Regions from separate parts of the Mus musculus genome. Here region 1 is linked to region 2. Evidence: chromatin contacts called from public HiChIP or PLAC-seq data. All regions are on one chromosome and are shown on one strand. Each heading gives the region's core, a stretch centred on a gene start, on an enhancer-like site or on the middle of the called end of the contact. The rest is flanking DNA. Distances are from core to core; before and after follow the strand shown.

Evidence for each region. HiChIP or PLAC-seq counts read pairs in DNA pulled down with a chosen protein or histone mark.
Region 1: an H3K27ac HiChIP or PLAC-seq map of large pre-B cells shows a contact between it and region 2, with 10 times the contacts expected there. The contact joins the enhancer-like site here to the promoter of 2610307P16Rik in region 2. A contact is called at or near these places in 2 of 15 datasets of contacts at CTCF or cohesin (the NIH/3T3 cell line and large pre-B cells), 14 of 484 Hi-C or Micro-C datasets (B cells, Sertoli cells, adipose-derived mesenchymal stem cells and 8 more), 9 of 115 datasets of contacts at active chromatin or transcription factors (astrocytes, craniofacial prominence, embryonic forebrain and 6 more) and 1 of 9 other capture datasets (embryonic stem cells).

What each region holds. Positions count from the first base shown.
Region 1 is chr13:29,828,711-29,835,693 of GRCm38.p6, reverse strand. All of the region lies in intron 4 of Cdkal1 (CDK5 regulatory subunit associated protein 1-like 1), which reads left to right. It also overlaps the pseudogene Gm52084. Among named protein-coding and RNA genes, the nearest start is that of Cdkal1, 23 kb to the left of the region's middle. Within about 2 kb of position 1,758, at least 8 of the 459 cell types and tissues checked have an H3K27ac peak or open chromatin away from gene starts, as enhancers often do.
Region 2 is chr13:28,883,847-28,891,072 of GRCm38.p6, reverse strand. 2610307P16Rik (RIKEN cDNA 2610307P16 gene) reads left to right here and starts at 5,651. Exons shown (of 8, transcript NR_045054.1): 1 at 5,651-5,929. It overlaps Gm34639 (a long non-coding RNA gene), which reads left to right. Exons shown (of 5, transcript XR_382148.2): 5 at 447-1,519.

The sequences.
Region 1 (6,983 bases), core at 509-3,008, 950 kb before region 2:
GGGTAAGAGCACCCGACTGCTCTTCCGAAGGTCCAAAGTTCAAATCCCAGCAACCACATGGTGGCTCACAACTATCCGTAACGAGATCTGACTCCCTCTTCTGGAGTGTCTGAAGTCAGCTACAGTGTACTTACATATAACCAATAAATAAATCTAAAAAAAAAAAAAAAGAGTGTGTAGTTAATACATTGATTGAATGTAAGTTATGTAAGTTAAAGACTGATAGCTTGACTTGCCTCATCTGCTGTGCCTTCCTCGTATGCATTCAAGGTGTTTCTGGACGCCTTCGTGCAATTACAGAGCAACCCAAAAGATGGCACTATTGACCTGCGTTAGCATTTTCATTTGCTTTTTTTTTTTTTTTTTTTTTTGGATGGGAAAAAAAAGTGTTGGATGTCTTATCTGCAAATGTCTTAAATTGAGGTTATATTTTTTACATTTAATTTTCTGTTTTGTAAATGGATCCTTAATTCATGTAAGGCTTGCTGGGACCTGATTTCATTTTTATTTTGAAATGGTTTGGAAATTTGGTTATTTAACAATCATGTTGTAGATATAAACTATATAATCCAATATAATTAATGATAAAACCTTGTCTTAATGTGACAGCTAATGTTTCATAGGAGACATAGTTGCTGTTGTATAGCCAAAACCATTAATTTTTTGAAGTCTCTAAACCAGTCCAGTGATTAAAACATAGCAGGCATAAATAAACAATTTGTGTGGCTTTCAGGTCACACCACTCTGGCTTATCCATTTTGGAAAGTCATTTTATATTAACAGGACTTTTGAAAATTTAGTAAAACCTTTCACTGTTTCTGTGTCCTCTGGCTGTAATGTGATAGAAGGAGAATCTAGGGTCTATGAATAGCTTTTCTAGGTGAGAAATACAAAATTAGATAATGTGCCTCTGGCTTGATGGCAGGCTGCTTTCAACAGCAGCATGTGTTTGTATCCATCATCATGCAGTTGAACCCCTTCCGAAGTCATCTTGAAAAAAGATTTATTTTATATTTAATTGTGTGTAGGTGTATGCACATGTGAGTGTGTGTATCGTGTCAGTCTGTGCACAACATGTGTGCTGGTGACTGCAGATGTCAAAGGCATCAGATACCCTGGAGCTGGAGTTATGAACCTGCCTGATGTGAATGCTGGGACCCCAGCCCAGGTTCCCTGCAAGAGCAGTGTATGCTTTTAAATGCTGAGCCGTTTCGCCAGCCGCAGATACTCAAAGGTGACCCAAGTGTGATGGTACAAGTAGGACGGTCTTATGTCCAGTCAAAGGTATCTGTGGCTGTTTCCCGCTTGTACACTTGCCAGGGATTTTTACTGGAAGTAAGAAAGCACAGACTACTTATCCAGCTTTTTTGTGAGATGAGTGGCCCTTGTTTTGGGACCAAGGTCAGAAGTACAGGACCTTTCGGGTTGTCCTTTACTGCCCTTTATTGGAGTGGGGAAATTGTTTTGAATCTGCATCAATTTTATGTTTCAGCTTTTATGTATTTCTCCCCAAATTACTTTTTTACAAAAAGGTTAGTATGCCTTAAAAATGAAGATTTTTGCACCTTATTCCATTAGACCCCATTCTTACCTCCCTGACAGGACAGTCTCACTCACCACCTGTGTGTAGTTTCAGGAGTGACAACGCCTCTGCAGCGAGACGTTTGTTTTTATGCTCATGGTGACAGATGTACAGTCCCTGTGAATCTTCACTCTTCTTGCCGCCTCTGTTGATGCCAGTAATGTGATGCACATGTGATGTGCCTGAATTGCTTAGCAGTGCGCGGTTAAGGGAGAGGTTGGTTCCTCAGCAGCAGCTCCAGTGGGCACTGACTGACAGCCATCTCGACGTTCTCTAGGATTTGACAGTGGCCTTGTGAGTGGAGAACAGTCTGAGAAGTTAAGGGGTTGCATTCTGAGGTGGCTGCTTTGGAGGACTTGCTTGGGACTGCCTGCCTGCCTGCTGCATGAGCAGTGCTGTCCTTAGGGTGACTCTAGCTCATTCCTCTCTTCTTGGAGATGGGAAACTCTGTGGACTTGGTAGATAACAAAGGGTAGTTCCTGCATGACTCTTGTAGGGAAAATAGAAAACAACAACAACAAAATGCACTGTTTTTTTTTTTTTTAAACCTTTATTCCTAGACAAATGGACAATATCAGCTAATGTTTAAAACATGTGTTTACAAATTTCTTCCACCCATCTCAAGCCCTATGCCCAGGCTGTCTGGATTCAAGTTTGTATCTCAGGGTAGGAGTGGAAGTTATCAAAGGTGGTAGTAGACTGGCAACATTTCCTCAAGTAATCCAATCAAACAACATTATATATTTGTTGTGATTAAAAGATGTGCTGTGCAGATTCTTGCCTGGCTTGCTTCTGTAGCTGTCTCATAATAATGTGTTAATTTATGCTGATGGTCTTACCTCGTGACCCTTCTGTGTGGCATAGATATGTTAATATGTTCTAGCTTTTTAATTTCCATCATCCCTGTTGCTTGAATCTGCTTGTTAGTGCCCACTACCATTTATACTAGTCTGTGTCAAGGCCTGGCAGAGGACAAGAAAAATGTATCTCAGAATCAATTTCTTTAAGCATGCATTAGTAATGGAAGAAATTATAAGATAGACATAATTTTAATAAGACAGTTATGTCTGAACATTCATTGCAAATAGTAAGTACTCTTACTACCGCCAGCTCATAATTAAGAAAGGGAGTCGGGTCATTGGCTGTATTAAGCAAAGGCTTATGAACATCTTTTGATATTATTTTAATGTCAGTGAGAAAGTATCACAAGACAGAAAAGTAGGTATCACAGGCAGTTCTAAAGAAGCTAGCACCTTGATTATACCTATGTTTCTATTCCTTAACTGGAGAGTCATGTACTTAAATATTGCACAATATATGGTGGAGAAATTGAGGACTTTATGTAGAGAAAGGGCAAATCTGATCAAAGTTTAAATATTTAGATCTGTTACAGTGAAAATTCCATAGGGGAAATTTATAGACCTTATATACAATTTTTTATTTTGTCAACAGAATATTTTTATCTTTATTATAGAAAATATACTTAGGGTATTTCCTCCTTATATTTAGCCTTTTATATGGTAGGGACAGTAACTACTTTAGTTCTGTCTTAAAACTGTTTCTTCTCTAGCCTTTGATTAACTATTACTCTTAAGGATGCTGATAAATTTAGACACTGATAAAACCTGGGGAATGCTGTCATAACAATGACGCCGGCTTCTCTAGACCTGTGATTCTTCATGTTGAGGATGGTTGCTGTAATGACTAGTAAATGACTGCCAGGCATTAGCTATTATGCTTTAATGAAGAAACTTCCCATCTATGATGTTTTAAATTCCAGTACTTTACATGTACTCGCAATACTAATGAAATTTGAATCAGACACGTATTTAATCGGTTTGGACGTATTTAGATGTCTTTTAGTTGTATGTGTTTCACTCCTGTGTATCTTTGTCTGTGGTGAGTGTGCATTAGGAAGTGAGGCAAACTCTGATGGCTTCTTTGGGTAGTCAGTGAGTCAGATGAGAAATGTGGGATTAGGTGTCAGAGGATATGGGGGTCTTGTTCCAAAAATGGTTGGTAGTCAGTGAGCTTCCTCATCTTTTCTCAGGTTTTTAATTCTCACAAATGAATCATGTTGACTATGGCAGAAGTGAGAGGCCCGGTGATGGCTCTTCCCACGCAGTGTGTAACTTTGCCTGAGGTGAAGCACTTGATTAGAACTGTCAAGTGTGAAGCTCTATTGGAATCTTCTTCTTCCCTCGCCTGCCCTGGCCCACGCAGACCCCAGTCAGGTCATTCCTTAGCAGCGCTGTGGCCTCCATCCTCTCTTTCCCACTCCTAGACCACACTGCCCTTGTTTATGCTTTGCTTCTTACTAGGACGAGCCCGAGTAAGGGCCAGTCTTCTTCTTTTGTGTTCCCAGCACAGACCATACTTTTCCTTACAATAAGCACTTGATTAGGATTTTAATGGCTTATATTAATATTCATGCCATTTAATGGGGAGCAAACAGAGCTTGTTATATAAGTGTTTTCTTCTTCTTTTTGTGCTCTTCTTGTTTGTTGTTAGGTACAGGACAAGGAATGACTTGGTATAATGCCTGAGCAAATGCAGTTTAGCGTGTTTGTAGTTTGTAGTTAGCTCTTAAGTTTTTGAGACCCTTTCTTTGAACAAACAAGTAAAATGGCTTTGTAGTCCTTTTCAGATGTTGTGATTCATGGGCTGTGTAAGGCTAGACTTCATGCTCACAGTGACTCAGTAAAAAGGCACATAGTTCTTCGTTACTTTTCTCTGTTGCTTCTTTTCATCTTCTGTACTTACTCCTTGTGGCGTCTGGCCAGTGTTGGGCATTTCTTTCAGACTTGTCATTCCTTCTGTACCGGCCAAGCAAATGCTTTTGCTCTGGTCAGGAACATTTCTAGTGAGTTAGGTTTTATTATTGGTACAGTCATGGACCACCTGATCAATCCCTGTGTGTCACAGTAATGAGTGTTTACCGCCAGCCACCAGATTGTTTGGCTTGGGACTCTGATGTTTTAATCCTCCTGATGGTTTTCAGTGTGGACATTTTTTTTTTTCTTTCTGAATGTAAAACTAACCACCAAATACATTCTTCAGCCACAGCTGTTTTTATGTGGCTCAAGTTCTAGAAAGAGTGATATATTGAACTTAAATACGTATGTAGGTGAGAGGGGGGAAATGCACAAACATAGTGTTAGATTGTGCAGGAATGGCCAACTTACCCTGTGGCCTTAGTGACACCATCTTATCTTCCCAAACCACAAGTTATTCATAAATAAGATGAACACATGACGTCCAGTGTGCTCAGACTCTTTATAGATTCATTTATTCACTAGATATATGTGCATCACAGGCCTGTTATGCTGTGTATTCAACCAAGGAGACAGATCTGCCCTCACCCTTGCAAGAAGACTTCTATTTCCCTTCTCTCTGTCCACCTGCCCTTCTCTCTTGCTTGCTTATCTGGTCAGTGGGTAGATAATGAGGAAATGAAGCAATGTGGAATGATTAATTACAAATTTACAGACTCTGTCTGCTCTTATGTACAAAATGGATTGATGACTTTTCGTGTGCATAAATGGTCTATAAAGACAGTGGCTTATATTTGCTTTAATGTTTTTAAAATGAAGTGGATTATCTGGTAGTGGTAAACTAATTAGGTGCTTTTTAAAGTGAGAAGATGAAAGGCTTAGCTGTTTAAGTTTAGGTCTAGTATATATAAAACAGGAAAAAGATTTATTCTTGACATTGAAAAGCAACTTTAAAAAAAAGCATGGGAACTGGGTAGTTATTCATACAGTTGTGGATAATGAAGATCAGAAGTAATTTTATTTTGGGGGGAAAATCATCTTTGGTATAAGTCAGGCCTCCTATTTTGAACATTTTACCCTTATTCTGGAGAATTGAAATTTATTATGTTGCAAATGGGAAAATTAATTTGAATGGAGTTAATACAAATGAAAGGAATAAAATACCAGTTAATTGAGAAATAGGCTAAGGTCTTCAAACTGAGAACACGTTTCTTTCGTGTATTCAAGGTCTAGAAGGAAGTCTGAGTCTGTGCAGGTTAGCTCACTAGCACTTAACTGTGTTGGCAGAAGCCAGGTTGGCGTCCAACAATTTATTTCTCTGACTTCTCCGAAGATACTGATGAAAGCAACTAAATTTATTGGTTATTAGGTGGCAAGAGTAAGTTCAATTTTCTCTATACTTGTGACAATTAGAGGTTGGTTCTAGCATATCTAATGCTCGAGTTTCAAGGCTACCTCTATTTGAGAGCTGTTTGGGGGAGATAACCTTGTACCACATCCATTTTAATGAGTGCATTACTCTTACCACCTGCTGAAGCCGACTCGGAGTGACTACTGACCTGAAGTGAATGCCTGTGTTCAATATTAATATGGCATGTCTGAATCCAGACAGCAATCTTTCATTCTGACATGCACATAGTCAAAGTAAATTAATGTTTAAAACCTGAACACTCTAAGTTCAGCCAGTGTGTGCGTTCCATAATAATCCTTCAGACGCAGTTTACATAGAAATGTTGAGTGCTTTCTAATACTTTATTTATCATACACATGGGCCTGTACTGCTGCATTTGTAATGAGGTTCATTCTCCTGCTGTTGCGAGTCACATGTTTTGCATTGGTAACAAAAGTAATTTCCTTGTTTTTAGATTTATTTATTTTAGGTAAAGTTAATATTTTAAAAACGTATACACATGCTCTGTAGGACAGTCACATTTCAGTTGTGTTATGGTAGTTCCATACTTTTATTTCTGCTCATATCACAGTCTTTGTTGACAAAGCCAATGCAGTGAGCTCTGGAGCAGGTGTAAGTCTGGGCTGAGAGGACTTTCCTTCCGTGCATACCGTTTTGTTTTTGATTTTATTGGTTAAAAACCACCCATGACAGATGTAGTAATAGGGAAATTATATTAACATTTAAGTATTAAATTAGCTAGTAGCCAGAGCCTCCTCCTAATATGATGACAGTCCGTAAGTTTGGGATCCTAAGGACCACATTGCATAACACATTGTTGCACATTTCCTGTTGGCCTGTTTTCCTTTTAAGTGTGTTAGCTCAAATGTTGGAAATTTCCATTACGCATTTCAGTGTTATCATTATACTTTTCAGTTCTATGGTTGATATTTATGAATGAAGATATATGTATATAGAACAGATACTACATTTGATTTTAGCCACAAGGCCAAGAAGTGATATATTTTGGTAGGTTAATAGCCAATTAAAAAAAGGATATATGTAGAAAAATATATATGTAGATATGTATATGTGTATATGTTTACGTATATATATATATATGTACACACACACATATATGCAATGGCCATAATGAGAATTTTGTGATAACATCTTTGAATTTTAATTTCAATAGAAAAATCTAATGTTATATTATTAGTAAACATATTTCAGCTAG
Region 2 (7,226 bases), core at 4,402-6,901:
ACTCAGTGCTTCTTAATCTGTGGGTCATTACATCTTTCAGGGACAAATGACCCTTTCAAGAGGGTGGCATATAAGATATTTACATTATGATTCATAACAATAGCAAAATCACAGTTATGAAGTAGCAAGGACAATAATTTTGTGGTTGGGGTCACCACAGCATGAGGAATTATATTGAAGGGTCAAAGCAGAAGGTTGAGAACCACTGCCCCAACTAAACAAAGACTTGCTAAGATAAAGATGTACTGAGCCCACAGTATTGTTTAAAAGGGGCCCCCAAGTCTATAAGTCAATAATAAAAACTGAGAACACCTGATTCTTGATTTCTTTGGGCTGTTGTAAAAATGAAGTATATCATACATTGTAAGGTCCTGCCTGTATTTTAGTAATTGGTATTTTCTCTCTCTCATTCCCTCCCGCCTCTGTCTTCTTTCTTTCTTGAACAGCACTATCATCAACTCATAAAGAAAACAACTGAGGGACTGGAGAGATGACTCAGCAGGTAAGAGCACTGGCTGCTCTTCCAGAGGACCTGGGTTTGATTTCTAACCCCAAATGGTGGCTCACAATGGGTCCTGTCCTCTTCTCGTCTCTCTGGGTACCAGGCATGCTCATGGTACACAGACATACATACAGGCAAAACATCCATAGGAATAAAATGAAATAGTGATAATGGTCTAAAAGAAAACCAAGTTTAGACTTTGTTCCCTGTGTAAAGATGCTTGATTGGAAGTCTGGCGGCCTGAGTTAGATCCTAGGGTCCCACGTGGTAGAAACAATGGGCTCCTGCAGATTCTCCTCTGACCTCCATAAGCACACCATGGTACACATATGCTCCCCAACACACTCCCATAAAAGTGAAAGAATTCATCCAGCCCAACATATAACATTGAATCTGATGCCCAGCTAGAAAATGGTTAAAACATTTATTTGAGCTTTGTGTACGTTTTCAAAGATGAACTTGGGCAGAAACAGGAGAGACTCTGCCTTAAAGCATGGTGGAAGGCAAACACCATCTCCTCACTGTTTTCTCATCTCCACATGAGCACCATGGTGTGTATGCTTTCGAGTGTGTGCACATGCTCGTGCACACCCACGCTCCCACCCACATGCCAAATCCAAGAAACTCACTTCACTCAAAGGAGGTGTGCAACATTGTTGTTCTGTGCCGAGTGAGAACTTCCAGAAAGCAGAAGTGGAAGGATCTAGTATAGGATAGAGAGAACGCCAGAGCTAGGGACAGCATTAGAATCTTAAAATTATGTGATCATTTCATGACTTGCTTATTATGGTGGCTATGATGAAAATAAGACCTGTGTATTATCTCATTCGCTATGGAAACAGCTGCTACTGCACCTGAGAAGTTTGCTGAGGGCTTGTAGGTCTCAGTCATACAGTCGTAACTCCCTCTTAGCTTTACCATTGTCTGAATCTCCATCAAAAACTTCTTCCTGTTTTGTCTCCTTCTTCCTCATCCCCTTCCCCTCCTCATCTTCCATATCTTAGTCTTCCTCTTCCTTTTCCTTCTCCTTTTCTTCCTTCTCAGTCCCTTCCTCATCTTCCTTCTGTTTCTCCTCCTCCTTTGTAATGTGTCATTGAGGACTGAACCCAGGACCTTGTACATGCTAGGCATTTGCTTGATCAGTCTGCCTCTGCCTTTTTGTTCCTTTGAATTCAATTTTCTTTACTTTTCTTCTTTTATGAACAAGGCAATTTTAAAAAAGATTTATTTACTTATTTTATATGCATTGGCGTTTTGCATATATACAAATGTATGTATATATACCTATATGCAAATATGTGTGTGTGTGTGTGTGTGTGTGAGAGAGAGAGAGAGAGAGAAAGGGAGAGAGAGGGAGAGAGAGGGAGAGAGAGAGTATGTTGCATTCCCTGGAACTGAAGTTACAGACAATTGTGAGCTATCACATGGGTGCTGGGAATTGAACCCAGGTCCTCTGGAAGAGCAGCCAGTGCTCTTAACTGCAGAGCCATCTCTCCAGCCCCTTGAATTCCTTTTTCAAAAGAGAGATTTCTAGTTAGTATTTCCGATTGCCTTGCTGACTGTTGTCATTAGAGGAAGGAACTGGATATGACCATTATGAACCTGTGTATACAGCTCTCATAGGTAATATATGATTCTATTTATTCCTACTTCTCTCTCAGTGAGCACAATATAACTGATCTTAAACTATTGCATAGCTAATTAAGTGCAGTCCCTAAACATTTGTTATTACTGAACAGAATTCTCTTCTAGGGAAAATGTGATCTGCTACCTTCTGTCTCCAAACAGAATGTGTTCTTCCCTCTAGAAGGACTACATGAAAAGGTTTCTTATGTTGAATTCCCTAGGAAGCTGTGAGGGTAGGACTTAGCAGCAGGTACTGTAGTCTATTTGGGATGTGACTCTAGAAGGACCAGGAGAGAAGGGAGCATGCAAATAAGCAGGGTCGAGAAGAAGGAAAGAGAGGGATAAAGGAGAACGTGAGGCAGCTAGCTAACACAGAGTTGGCTCCCTAAGAGATGACTGCTGTGGCTAACTAAGGCTTAACATTGGGCACCACAGTGAGACTAGAAGAGTTTAACACAGTCCCACCTCCCAGTGCAGGAGTTGGAGTGTGTCTAACATCTTCTATGTAAGGCCTACTCTGAAGGGCTTTGCTGCCTGGCACCTGTGGCTTGCCCCTCTGTACCAACCACAGTGGTCTTAGAGTGCAAAGAAGGCAATGACCACAGAAGTCAAAAGGGAGGGTCATGCAGCCAAGTGTCATTGTTAGAAGCCTTAAATCAAGCTTGGGCATGGTAGTAGACTCCTTTAATTCCCACATTTGGGAGGCAGAGGCAGGTCCGTCTCTGTGATTACAAAGTCAACCTGGTCTACATAGTGAATTTCATAGGCAGTCCAGGGATATATAACAAGACCCTGTCTTGACAATGACGACGACGACAACAACAACAACAACAACAGCAACAGCAACGTGTTTCATGGCAGCAATCGTAACTCTAACTGAGAGCAAGAGCTATGTTTTAAAACACAGCAGTGCTGACAAAGACCATCCCTGAGACCCTTCATGAGCTGCCTGAGTAAGAGATATTTCCAGGGAATCTTTTTGATCTTTCTTTTTAATTAATTAATCAATCGATTTATTTATATATTTATTTAATTTCATCACAGGGGCTCACTATCACAGAATAGCCCCAGGCTATTTTGGAGCTCACTTTGTAGCCCAAGATAGTCTTGAATTCAGTTATCTGACATCCTCAGCATCCAAAAGATTGGGATTATGGGGGTGTGCCACCAGGGAGGATTGGCAGTATTGTGCACTGTAAGGATAACTGGAGAACTGGATATTATTTAGGAGTTAGAAACTACATAGGGTGACCCGACCTACACATTGGGAGTATTTTCCAGAAGCGGCTGTACGGGCTTTTCATGACCTTTAACGCAGATATTTAAGATGAGCGGGCAGGAAGTGCTTATTTGCAGAGGGAGGGTACATTTCTCCTAAAAACAAAATTCTGGAGATCCTCATAATTAAACAAAGAGGAGAATGTGCCAGACAGAAGTGGGTGGGGATATTTCCTCTTTGTGGTTGTGATGCATTCAAGATTCCTATCCTAAAAAGAGGCTTTTGAACTTCCGCAAGATAAGGGGCAATTTCAGGACACTGTGTAGGTGCCACCAGTAGGTAAGGGTCCCAGCGGACCCCTAGTTGGTGGCCACGTGTTGCCAGGATCCCAGGCGCGATTGCGGGACCCGTGCAATCTTGGCGGGACCCGCGCGGGTATGCGCCCTGCTAGTGCTCCCTGGTCCTCCCTCTTGGAGCCTCTTGAGCCATTGTCCTTGCCCTTCCCTGTGGATCCTTTATTACTTTGCTACATTTTCCAGTAGTTGCTTCTACCTAACTCTGTCCCCCCCCCCCCCCCCCGACATTCCAGACCCAGCAGGGTCCTCAACTTAAGAAACTGCTTTTAAAGGAACTAATGGATTGAGTGTGCTCTGCTTGCCTTTTGGCAGAGGGCAGTCCAGCATTCGGGTGGGAACCGGCACCTAGCAAGGTTGGAGGACCGACCTTGGAGAGCGCATCTCTGTTTCTGGGATGTTATTGTCTAGGTTTCTTTGGGCCAGCAAACCTTGAGCGCTAATTCGGAGGAAGTTGGTTACAAAGTTTCAGACAGCTAGCGGAGTGCGCGCTCTGGCAGTCTGACAGAGGAACACTGGGCCCAGTGCAGACCCCAGGAGATCAGAACGGAAGCCCTCTCACAGAGTCTTTGTTCTCCCCTAGGGGAGAGACTTGGCAAGCACTGGAAGGGTGCTTGTTATGATCCACACCCATGACATTCCAGACCCAGCAAGGTTCCCTTCCTACCCCCTCTTCGCATCTTTAATCCTAGCCAGGAATACAGCTCCCTATGCCCCCTTTCACCCCATCTCTTTACCCTCACATTTAACAACTCATTGGGTCTTCCCTGTCTAGATTTGGAGAAAGAGTATATAAGGTGCGTGGACACCAGCAGGAGGTTGAATATTTGCTTTGGAATGTTTGAGTGTTTTTTTTTAAACCCCCTTTGCCCTGAAGACTGAATATAAAAGGCTGCGTGTCCCTCTACCTTCTCCCACCTTCCTGCTTTTCTTCTATTCTGGTGAGATCTAGAAAGGAAATTGGTGCAGCTTTGAGTTCCTGGGGTGGGGGGAAACCATGTTGGGATGAGAGCTGAATGCTGCGGTGTAAAGTGGGGACCCCAGTTCTGGAACTGATGGATGATTTTCAGAAGGCTCTAAGAAAGACTGAGAGACTCCCAGACAAGGAAGACACCTGGCTTGCCCAGGACCAGAAGGTGGGGGAGGGAAGAGGATGGGGAGTTAGAAGTGAAGGAGGAAGACCCTGTAGCTGTGAAAGGAAGGGAACTAGGAAGGAACAGTAGGTTTGGGAAGGAGCCATGTTAACCTGAGAGTCTTGTTAATATAGTTGGAGATAAGAGGAAGTTCTCTGAGGTTTGAGCCGGTGGTCTCTGTTCAGGCCCCCCCCCACCCCCCATGAGTGGCATAGTACCAGCAGCAACAGGTAACCTACAAGGGCAAGGTGTAGGTCCCTGTGGGATACTTAGTGGCCTCTGCCATGCAGATTTGAGGGTTTTCCCCTAGGGTCCTGTGTGGGCACTGATGAGGGAGGGAGAAGAGACTTTTCCATCACTTAGAACTTCTTTGAATTCTTCCAGGCTGTTGGTTGGAAGAGGGTACATAGGATGGAGGGTCATGGATGGAGAGGCATCTGTGAGCCCTACCTATGATTGTACCTCTTACCTTAAAGGGTTGACTGGCTCCTTCATATTACATCTCTTGGGATGCTGAGAAATGGCAGAAACTCATTGCCAAAGTGAACCGCTCCTCTCCCTGATTGGCAGGGAAAGTGCAAACAAAGAGGTGCATCTCCCGGAAACAATGAGTTTGGAGATTTCCCCGGGCGTGAGAGCGCGGACTGGAAGCTGGGTGTTCAAAGGGTGTGAGAAGGGACCAAGACCCGCATCTTCTGGGCAAAGTTTTCGGGGAGATGGAAGGAGAGAGGGTCGGGACTGAGTTGCTGGTCTTGGGGACAGAGCAGCCGGAGCTGCGCACCAAGGCTTAGAGTCGGGCGGGAGATGCGGGGAGAGGGAGGGGGCGGGGAGGGAGGGGAGGGAGAGAGGAGGAAGGGGTGAGAGGGAGAAACCTGCCGCGGCTCTCCGCCTCTTTGTCTGCTCTGGGACTTGGAACAAAAGGGGAAACTCTGATGAACTCCTTCTCCAGCTCCCTGGACGCCCGAGTATCTCTTTCTCGCAACTTTGTCAACGCGACTTTCTCCGCTGTCAGGCTGCGCAAAAGTATCCTAGCGCCTCGCAGGCTGCAACAATGGAAACAATGTCCCTTCAAAGTGCGACGAAGTGGAGGGAGAAGGTGAGTGACTTGTCCTGTTTGTCCTGCTTCCCTCAGGTCCCCCTGCTCCCAGCCCTTCCGAGGGCAAAGTCATAGATCTAGCAGCCAAGTTTGACTGTTTCTTTCTGTTTCTTGTCTTTTATTATTATTTTTTAATTGTATCTCTTTTCCCGGTTCTCCTTTTCTTTTGTTCTTTTAAACTCTCGCACAGATTGTTTTGTTTATTTTAAACGCCTTCATCTCTTGTGCTTCTTCTTTAGGGGTGGTGAGGGGCTAAGAAGAAGGGCATCCAAACTGGATACTGCCTCGCTTTTCCCCGGTTGTGTGTAGATTGGAGGAAAACGTTCTGATAAGAATGGGAATTAGATCAGGCTCACCCACACATAAGCTCTGACTTTGGTCACAAAAAAAGAAAGATGCAGAGGTGGGGGTCATTTCCTCACGCGTTTTCAAACTTCACTGTCTCTGGAGCGCTCTGGAGACACGAAGCGTGCAACAATAGAATGTAGACAGGGTTTGGGTGGTAAGGGAGTTCCAGCAAATTAATAGGAGTCCGGGAAGTTTTTGGGGGCTGGGGTCCAGTTGAGGAAGCCACAGGTTCCAGACTGTCAAGAGCTGCGCAGATGAAGCTGATGGGGCCTGGACCATTAGTTAAGAGTCCGCTCCCCTCACCTCCGTGGTTTGGTTCAGTTTAATGACCCACCCAGAATGACCTATTGCTGTCCTCGTCGGGATCCATCCTCTCTTAGGTGTTGGCGACCCCCGGGCCTATCTCAGCCAGTCTGAATAGGAAGGGAACCACGAGCCTGCCGAGCTCCCCTGACCTAGCCCTCCGCCCCGCCTTTTGTGTTTTAACCTTTTGTTTCTATCGGCCACACCCGCCCAAAAGAGCGGCGGCTTTTCGTCTCTGTTCAGCGGGGAAGCAGCGAGGTTCCCTCCAGATAGCGGTGAAGGGCGGCTTCCTAACTTTGTTTCCCAAGTCCCCTAACTTCGGAATGCTTCTGCATTGGTTCTTGCTCAGTAAGTCAATATCTTCACTTTATATGAACTATCTTTTGCTGTTTTTCTACTTCGTTCCAAAAGTTGTTTATCTCTACCAGCCACTTGCGTTCATTAAACAACAACAACAAAAAAAGATAACTTAGAGATCTAAGTTAGGGTCCAAAGGACAGAGGTTGGCTTTATCTGTCGGATGCCTTTAAATATGACTTTATCTTGATTCTGCAACACAAAACCCGGCTCATGGTCTTCAGGTATGTTTGTGGGCTCCGTCCAAATACCAAGGTAATTTATCACCTTCTCCACCCTCTTCTGTGTT